Regions from separate parts of the Triticum aestivum genome. Here region 2 is linked to region 1. The links are chromatin contacts, called in public Hi-C maps. All regions are on one chromosome and are shown on one strand. Each heading gives the region's core, a stretch centred on a gene start, on an enhancer-like site or on the middle of the called end of the contact. The rest is flanking DNA. Distances are from core to core; before and after follow the strand shown.

Evidence for each region. A called contact is a pair of places that touch in the nucleus more often than the background predicts.
Region 2: a contact with region 1 is called in a Hi-C map of leaf, with 7 times the contacts expected there. The contact joins the promoter of LOC123093050 here to the promoter of LOC123093042 in region 1. A contact is called at or near these places in 3 of 5 Hi-C or Micro-C datasets (all in leaf).

The regions. Positions count from the first base shown.
Region 1 is chr4B:518,581,022-518,585,140 of IWGSC CS RefSeq v2.1, reverse strand. LOC123093042 (putative pentatricopeptide repeat-containing protein At1g02420) reads left to right here and starts at 2,358. Exons shown (of 2, transcript XM_044514916.1): 1 at 2,358-4,119. The coding sequence starts at 2,465. The coding sequence ends at 4,015.
Region 2 is chr4B:519,297,590-519,301,708 of IWGSC CS RefSeq v2.1, reverse strand. LOC123093050 (54S ribosomal protein L51, mitochondrial) reads right to left here and starts at 2,309. Exons shown (of 3, transcript XM_044514929.1): 1 at 2,086-2,309; 2 at 1,163-1,269; 3 at 1-140. The coding sequence starts at 2,165.

The DNA of each region.
Region 1 (4,119 bases), core at 1,109-3,608:
TACCTTGGCCTGCCGGTGCCCGAAGGTAGAATGAATAAAGGAAATTTTGAAACGGTTCAAGATAGATTAAGGAAGAGGATGATTGACTGGAGCGAACAATATATGTCATCTGGTAATAAGGAGATCCTAATAAAATCTGTTGCCCAGGCCATTCCAGCTTATGTCATGAGCGTATTTAAACTACCAACTTCGGGGTGTGATGAATTGACCAGGCTAATGCGTCAGTACTGGTGGGGTGTTGAGAAAGGAAAGAACAAGATGGCGTGGCTCAGTTGGGATAAAATGAGATTACCTAAGGCAATGGGTGGCTTGGGGTTCAGGGATATGAGAGCGTTTAATCAAGCGCTTCTCGCTAAGCAGGCCTAGCGTCCCATTGGCACTCCGGATAACCTTTCTGCCAGATTGTTGAAGGCTAAGTACTACCCCTCAGGCAACCTGCTGGATACGGTATTCCCCAACCATGGATCGGCGGTCTGGAAAGGTATCCTCCACGGCCTCGAGTTGTTAAAAGCATGAATTATATGGCGAGTTGGGAATGGTTCAAATATAAGAACCTGGAGGGATCAATGGATCCCGAGGGCATCGTCTTTCCGGCCTATAACACCAAAGCGCACGTCCCGCCTAAACCGAGTCTTTGATTTCCTAGATGGGAATGGTACATGGCGGCTGGATAGGCTGACGCAACACTTTTGGCAGATGGACATTGATCACATTCTGAAAATAAGAACGTCCCCAAGGCAGCGTTGCGATTTTATCTCCTGGTTCCCGGAGAAGAATGGGCGGTTTTTAGTAAAAAGTGCCTATAAATTGGCTACAAGTGCTCATGATGCAGCCTTTGCAGGAGGATCATCTTCAGAAGCACCAAATGGCAGGAGATCAATTTGGAACTGCGTATGGAAAGCATCGGCGCCACAGAAGATGAAGATAGCGGTTTGGAAGGTGGTGACCGGGGCCTTGCCGACTGCGACGTGCAAAAAATACAGACATGTCTCTAAGCGATCTACTTGCCCACTATGTGGTGTTGAGGAGGAGAATGAATTCCATGCCTTAATCACATGTGATCATGCGCGTACTCTGTGGATAAACATGCGCGCAAGATGGCCTCTCCCGTCGGATAGACTGCTGATCAATACCGGCAAGGCTGCTCACTCAATGCTCAGATCAGGTTCGAGATATGGTGATCATGCTGCTATGGTGTAGGCAGTTGCGGAATGATTGCTCACATGTCAAGGATGTACCATCGGTGGGGGCAACAATGGACTATCTGGACAGTTATTACAAGTCTATTTGGCTCGCTAGTCGCTTTACCATGGAAGAAATACTAAAAGCAAAAAATGCCGGTCTCGGAACAGATGATCGACACATAGTACAAACAGCCAGCACCACCATGGCCGGCTCCTGGGCCGGGGACTGTCGCACTATCCATTGATGGATCCTTCCGGGAAGCAGATGGTTCGGCAGCGACCGAAATCGTGTTGAGGGATGGGTCAGTTACGGTACTGTTGGCGGCTTATCGCTCTATGTTTAACTGGAATGACGCTTTGGAGGCGGAGATCCATGCTATCATGCAGGGTATGGCTTTGGCCATCCAACACACAATACTTCCGGTGGTTGTGCAGTCCGACTCGGCGATTGGCCTCTGAGTGTTGGCTACTGATGGCCTCACCAAATCAGCATATGGGCATCTGATCCCGGAGATTAAAGAGTTGATGAAGGAAAGGGAGTTTTTACCTCAGAAATTACATTGTAGTCAGAATAGTGTAGTAGATTGGTTGGCAATATAGCCGCACCGAGCGAACCACGGCTGTGTGGGTTCACTCGGTTCCACCTTATATTGAGGATCTTTGGCCTCTCGATTGTAACACTGTGACAATGCAATAAAACTCCCTTCTACCCCGCAAAATAAATAAATAAGTGCTTACAAAACAAGTGTTCACTAAATACATAATCCTATTTATTTACACGTATAAATTAATATGATCAGGTAAATCACGGGTTACCTATTAGAATATTTTACTCCTCGGCAATGAAATCACGTGAAAACATGAAAGTAGTTCATGTTGCAAAGATTTTCCAATGCAGATGTCTCGCAGCTTTTCGTAAAGACATTTTTTTTATAGACAATCTTAAAGACAAAGATGGTGTGCCGTGTGCGGCCATGCGTAGTGTCGGCCTTTTTTGTTACGGAATGTTTGCAAGAGACTGGACGTCGTTGTGGTATTGGGTCGTAGTGGTCGTAGCCCAATGGCCCAAGTGAGGAGCCACGAAGTGAATACTCAGATTCCACTCTAGCCCATCACACTGTTCGAGCCGGCCCGCTCCTGCTGCGACCGCACGGCACGCACCATCCCTCTTTGCATTCCCCTTCCAAGCTGCAGGCTGCAGCCTCCATGCCGCTCGCCCCGCGCCGACGCCGCCAAAACCCTCCCCAAAACCTCCGACAAACGCCGCCCACCTCCCAGAGATGCCGCCCAAGCCGGCGAGGCGGGTGTTCCAGTACATCTCCTCGCCCCGGAGGCCGCCGCCGTCCCCGCTGCCCGCGGCCCCCGCCGCCGGCGAGGCCACGGCCTCCGAGGCCGACGCCGACTCGGTCTACCAAATCGTCACGGCCGCGCCCACGCCGTCGGCCATGGAGTCCGCGCTCTCCGCCTCCGCCGTCCCGCTCTCGGCGCCGCTCCTCGACCTCGTCCTCCGCCGCTTCCGCTTCGCCCACGGCGATCCACTCCGCGCGCTCTCGCTCCTCTCGCTCGCCGCCGACCGCTGCGGCGTCGCGCCCTCCCCCTACGCGCTCGACACGGCCCTCTACGTGCTCGGCCGCGCCCGCCGCTTCTCCCACATGTGGGACCTAGTCCAGTCCATCCACCGGCTCTGCCCCGACTCCATCACCGCGCGCACCGCCATGGTCGTCCTCGGCCGCGTCGCCAAGATCTGCTCCGTTCGCGAGACCGTTGCCTCCTTCCGCCGCCTCTTGCGGCTCTTCCGCGGCCGCGAGGGCACCGAGTCGGCCGACCTCTTCAACGCGCTGCTCCGCACGCTCTGCCAGGAGAAGAGCATGTCCGACGCGCGCAACGTCTACCACGCGCACAAGCACGAGTTCCAGGTGAACCGCCATACCTTCAACATCCTGCTCTCTGGGTGGAAGTCTTCGGAGGATGCCGATGCGTTCTTCGCAGAGATGCGAGAGCACGGCATTGATCCTGACTTGGTCACCTACAACTCTTTGATTGATTGCCACTGCAAGAACCGAGGCGTGGAGAAGGCCTATAAGCTGCTCGATGAAATGCGGGGGAATGAAATTGCCCCCGATGTCATCACCTATACGAGTTTGATTGGCGGATTGGGACTTGTTGGCCAGCCTGACAAGGCTAGAGACCTGCTGAAGGAGATGCGTGAGCTCGGATGTCACCCGGATGTGGCGGCGTACAATGCCACAATACGGAACTTTGTTATAGCGAAGAGGCTTGGTGATGCGTTTGCGTTGACGGACGAAATGGCATCGAGGGGACTGATGCCGAATGCAACGACATATAACCTTTTCTTCCGGTTCTATTACTGGGCGTATGACATTGGTAGCGCGTGGCTGTTGTATGAGCGGATGCGGTCTGAAAGATGCTTCCCCAACACACAGTCTTGCATGTTTATCATTAGGTTATGTCATCGGCATGGTAAGGTGGCAGAAGCACTAGAGCTGTGGGGTGATATGGTCGAGAACGGGTTTGGGTCATTCACCTTGGTGTCAGATGTTTTGTTTGACCTGTTATGTGACGAGGGGAAGCTGGAGGAGGCTGAGAGGTGCTTCCATCAAATTACTGATTTGGGGCAGAAACCCAGCAGCGTTTCATTTAGAAGAATCAAGATACTTATGCAGCTTGCCAACCGGGAAGAATCTATTGCCGGGTTAACTGAGAAAATGGCTCGGTTTGGACGGCTGCCGCCTGAGGATTGCCAAAGAGTTCGTCACCCTGCTGAAAGCACACCCGATGGAGATGATACTGATGTAATAATAGCAACTTAGCATGTTATTCATATGACGGGGAACATTATTTGATGAGCACAAATTTGGTTGACCAGGGAAATAGTTGAATGCTTCTGAAGAGTTCATTGTACTATTATCCTGTG
Region 2 (4,119 bases), core at 1,060-3,559, 720 kb before region 1:
GACACTTGGCCGTTTCATCACGTGTCTGGTTCTCAGCTTCACCACTTTCCTTCCCAGAGAACACCTTAGCCTACTAGCTTGCAACATGATGTCCTCAGGTGCTAAATTTCTGACACAAACCACTCTCTCGTTATGGTTTTCTGCACAAGAATAATGTTGCATAAATATCAAATAATAATCACAAAGCAAGCACATGTAGCCATGAGTTCATCAAAACTAACATGGATGGTCTTTTGATATGAATCGTGTCTTGCTGACATGTGAGTGGGCCTTGTCATTTTGTCAGTGAGTTAGGGAGTGATATTTCCTGTCATGCCAGTATTTGGGTGGGCATTTTATGAAAAATATCCTAATAAGTAATCTCCTCCTACAACAGAAGAACATAATCTATATGGTTGTTTGGCCTGCGTAATGCCGTAACTCCTCCAACAACAGCCTAACAGAATCTATATGGTTGTTTGGCCTGCGTAATGCCGTAACTCCTACAACAGCCGAACAGAATCTATATGGTTGTTTGGCCTGCGTAATGCCGTAAGTCCTGCTGCAACATCAGATTTGGTTTGGCTAGTGCAATGGAATGGAATTATCGTGGGGCTAAACATTACAAAAGTGGAAGAAATTACTACAATTTGTGAAATGCATTCCATGGAATTTGATGAATGAACAGCCGAGATGGATGTACTTGCATAGAACAAGCGCACCCCACAAACAAAACAAGCCAACATTTCCTAAAGAATATCTATTCATACAAAGGGCGCAAAGTTAACCCTGTCATGCTTAAACCATGTGAGTTCACCTTTGGGCTGTTGAGCAAGTTAAATTCATCACAAGTACTTAAGCGCATGGAAGAAACAGTTACAAATGTCGCAGTGCTGCAATTTTCAACTAAATATGGCAAGTGTAAACTACAGTGCTTGACTGCAAGAGACTGCATGAAAAATAACTAACTCCATGATCTTATGGGTTTCACCTCTAGCCTACCCCAACTTGCTTGGGACTAAAGGCTTTGTTGTTGTTGTTGTTGTTGTTGTTGCATGCATTTGGTCAGTACCAACACAAAGATCTAAACAACTATCAGAAAGTAACACCGTAATAAGCAATACAGTTGCCATATAACTCGTGATATAACACTATGATGGTCAAAAGGAAATGAAGATCTTACTGTAAATGCCCTTCAAGTTAGGATGCTGACCACGGACAAGCTGTGTCACTACCTCTAACTGGGGATTCTTTTCCTTCAAAGCTGGAAGATGTGACTCCATAAAAGCCCTACAATTCCAAGGAGTGCTAGATGTGAAGGAGCAGGCATTGAAAGATTCAAGTGTTCAGGCACTGAATCCTGACAGCAAAGATATTGATACAAGCAATATTTAAGCTGCAAAGTCATACAACTAATGCTTAAAGTATAGCCTACCAATCCACAGGGAAAGAGGATAATATGTGAAATTGAGAATAAACTTATGTTCAAGAATCCAAAATCCCGAGCTTCATTTACAGCACAACCAGCAAATAACTATTGGCTTAAACTGTAACTGAACTGTTTCTTCTAAACAAAATTTCTCCATTTCCAGTAATTCAGCGAGCTATTTTTCAATGGCATCATGTGGATTACATAATACAAACGCGATGCTCAACATGCACAATTGTGTCCACGAGGAAAGATAACCCATCCCTACTTCTGCTTACAATTTTGTCGAAATCATTTCCATGTTGCCAGTCTACACAACTCTACATTGGTCAAGTTTGATTGCATACATACTAAAATGAGTGAACATACATACTAAAATGTGTGTAGATACATACGAACCAAGAAAAAGCTAAAAGGTCTTATATTAGGGAACGGGGGGAGTATAACACATTTAATTTAAGGAAGATCTTTACAATAATTTTTTCCATGCAGAAACTGACTTTGTGCAAAGTGTCGGTCTGCACAATCAACAGATTACTCCAACTCAATCAACAGAACGAGCAAGTCCGGTCTCCCCTACCGAATCTAAACTTGTTACCGCATCAAAGCAGCACAGATCAAATCGCTAGGGTCTGCCTAGTGGTGAAATCGGCTCTTATCGGCATGATGAAAGTTACCTGATTCCCCTGCTGCTCCCTCCCCAGTCGCAGTAGTTCACCACAAGCTTCTGCAGCTGCCAAACGCCCCTCAGCGCCATCACGCCGCCCTCAGGATCAACGCAAACGAGCAAGTGCGTGGGTGGGGACTGGGGAGGAGGAAAGGGAGGAGAGGGGAGGGGGCGGCGGCGGAGTCTGTCCTGTGGGTTGGAGGACGACGCTCCGGTTAGGGCCCAACGCACCGAGAAACAATATCCGGCCCATATTTACCTTTTTTTTTAGAATTGCCCATATTACCCATTAGCTAGCAGTTTCCGGGCCTGTGCGGCTGGGCCACTCCTATTTGGCGCGTAGGTCGCCAAATAGCGAGCTGGCGCGTACACTCGAAATTACTAATTAAGGAGTACTCCTTTTAAAGATCACTTTCATCTTCTCAAGTTGCGACAAGTGGGGTGCTGCATTTGCGTCATTTGTCGCAACCTAAGAGTTTTTCCTTTTTTTGTAGATCCGTTTATTCAAAATATTTTATCTCCTAAACCATGCGTCCAAATCTCAAACCGTTTTCACTGTTGGATCCCTCTCATCGAGATCTTTAAAACTAGATTCCATGTTCTTCACGCGAAACACACTACTAGCACCTTTCAGAAAAAAAAACAGATAACAAGGTATACTAACCATAACACATTTAAGGAAGGTCTTTACAGCTAATTTTTTCCATGCACAAACTGACTTTGCGCAAAGTGTCAGACATCAAGTACCTTATGCATGGTCTGCACAGTCAACAGACCAATCCAACTCAATTAATAGAGCGAGTAATTCAGATCTCCCCTCCCGGATCTAAACTTGTTAACGCATCAAAGCAGGACAGATCAAATCGCTAGGGTCTGTCTAGCGGTGAAATCGGCTCTTATCGGCATGATGAAGGGTACCTGATTCCCCTGTTGCTCCCTCCCTAATCGCAGTACTTCGCCACAAGCTTCTGCAACTGCCAAACACCCCTCGACGCCATCATGCCGCCCTCAAGATCAAAAAAGTGTGTGGGTGGGGAGGAGGAAAGGGGGGGGCTCCCTGGAAGGAAACCTAGCTGAAGGGGAGAACAAGATGGGCCGGCCCAGGGGCGTGGGAGGCCACAACCTTCTTTTTCCCCTTTTTTACATTTTCTCTTTTCGTATTTTGCTTTAATTTTGTACTAAAAAATTATAAATATAAAAATTAAAAGAAACACTCTACAAAAAACATTTGAAAAATATTAAAAAAGTATTTGAAAATGTTGAAGAAGTATTTGAAAAATATTTAAAAGTATTTAAAAAATGTTAATCAAGCATTTAGAAAAATATTCAATGCGTATAGAAAAATTGTTGATCATGTATTAGAAAAACATTGAATTTTTTTATCATGTATAAAAAATGTTAATCAAGCATTCAAAAAAAATGTTGAACAAGTATTTGAAAAATATTAATCAACCATGAGAATTGTTAAATGTGTATAGAAAAAATGTTGACCATGTATTAAAAAATCGAATTTGAAAAATCTTATTCAAGCATTATAACAATGTTACATGTGCATAGAAAAATGTTGACCATGTGTTAAAAAATTGTTAATCTTGTGTTAAAAAAATGTTGAAAATGTGTATAAAAATTTGTTGACCATGTATTAAAAAAATGCTAATCTTGTATTTGAAAAATGTTAATCATGCATTTTTTAAAATGTTGAAAATGTGTATAGAAAAAATGTCGACCGTATATTCAAAAAATGTGTATAGAAAAATGTTAAACGGGTATTTGAACAATGTTCTTGACGTATGCAAAAAATGTAGAATGACAACTAAAAGAAAGAAAAGAAAAACATTTTTATAAATGTTAATATTGTATTTAAAAAATGTCAAAAAAGTATTTGAGAAAAAATGTAAATCAAACATTTAAAAATGTGGAAATGTGTATAGAAATAATGTTGATCATGTATTAAAAATGTTAAACATGCATTTAAAAAATATTTTTGACATATAAGAAAAATCTAGAATGGAAACTAACAGAAAGAAAATAAAAAATCAATGAA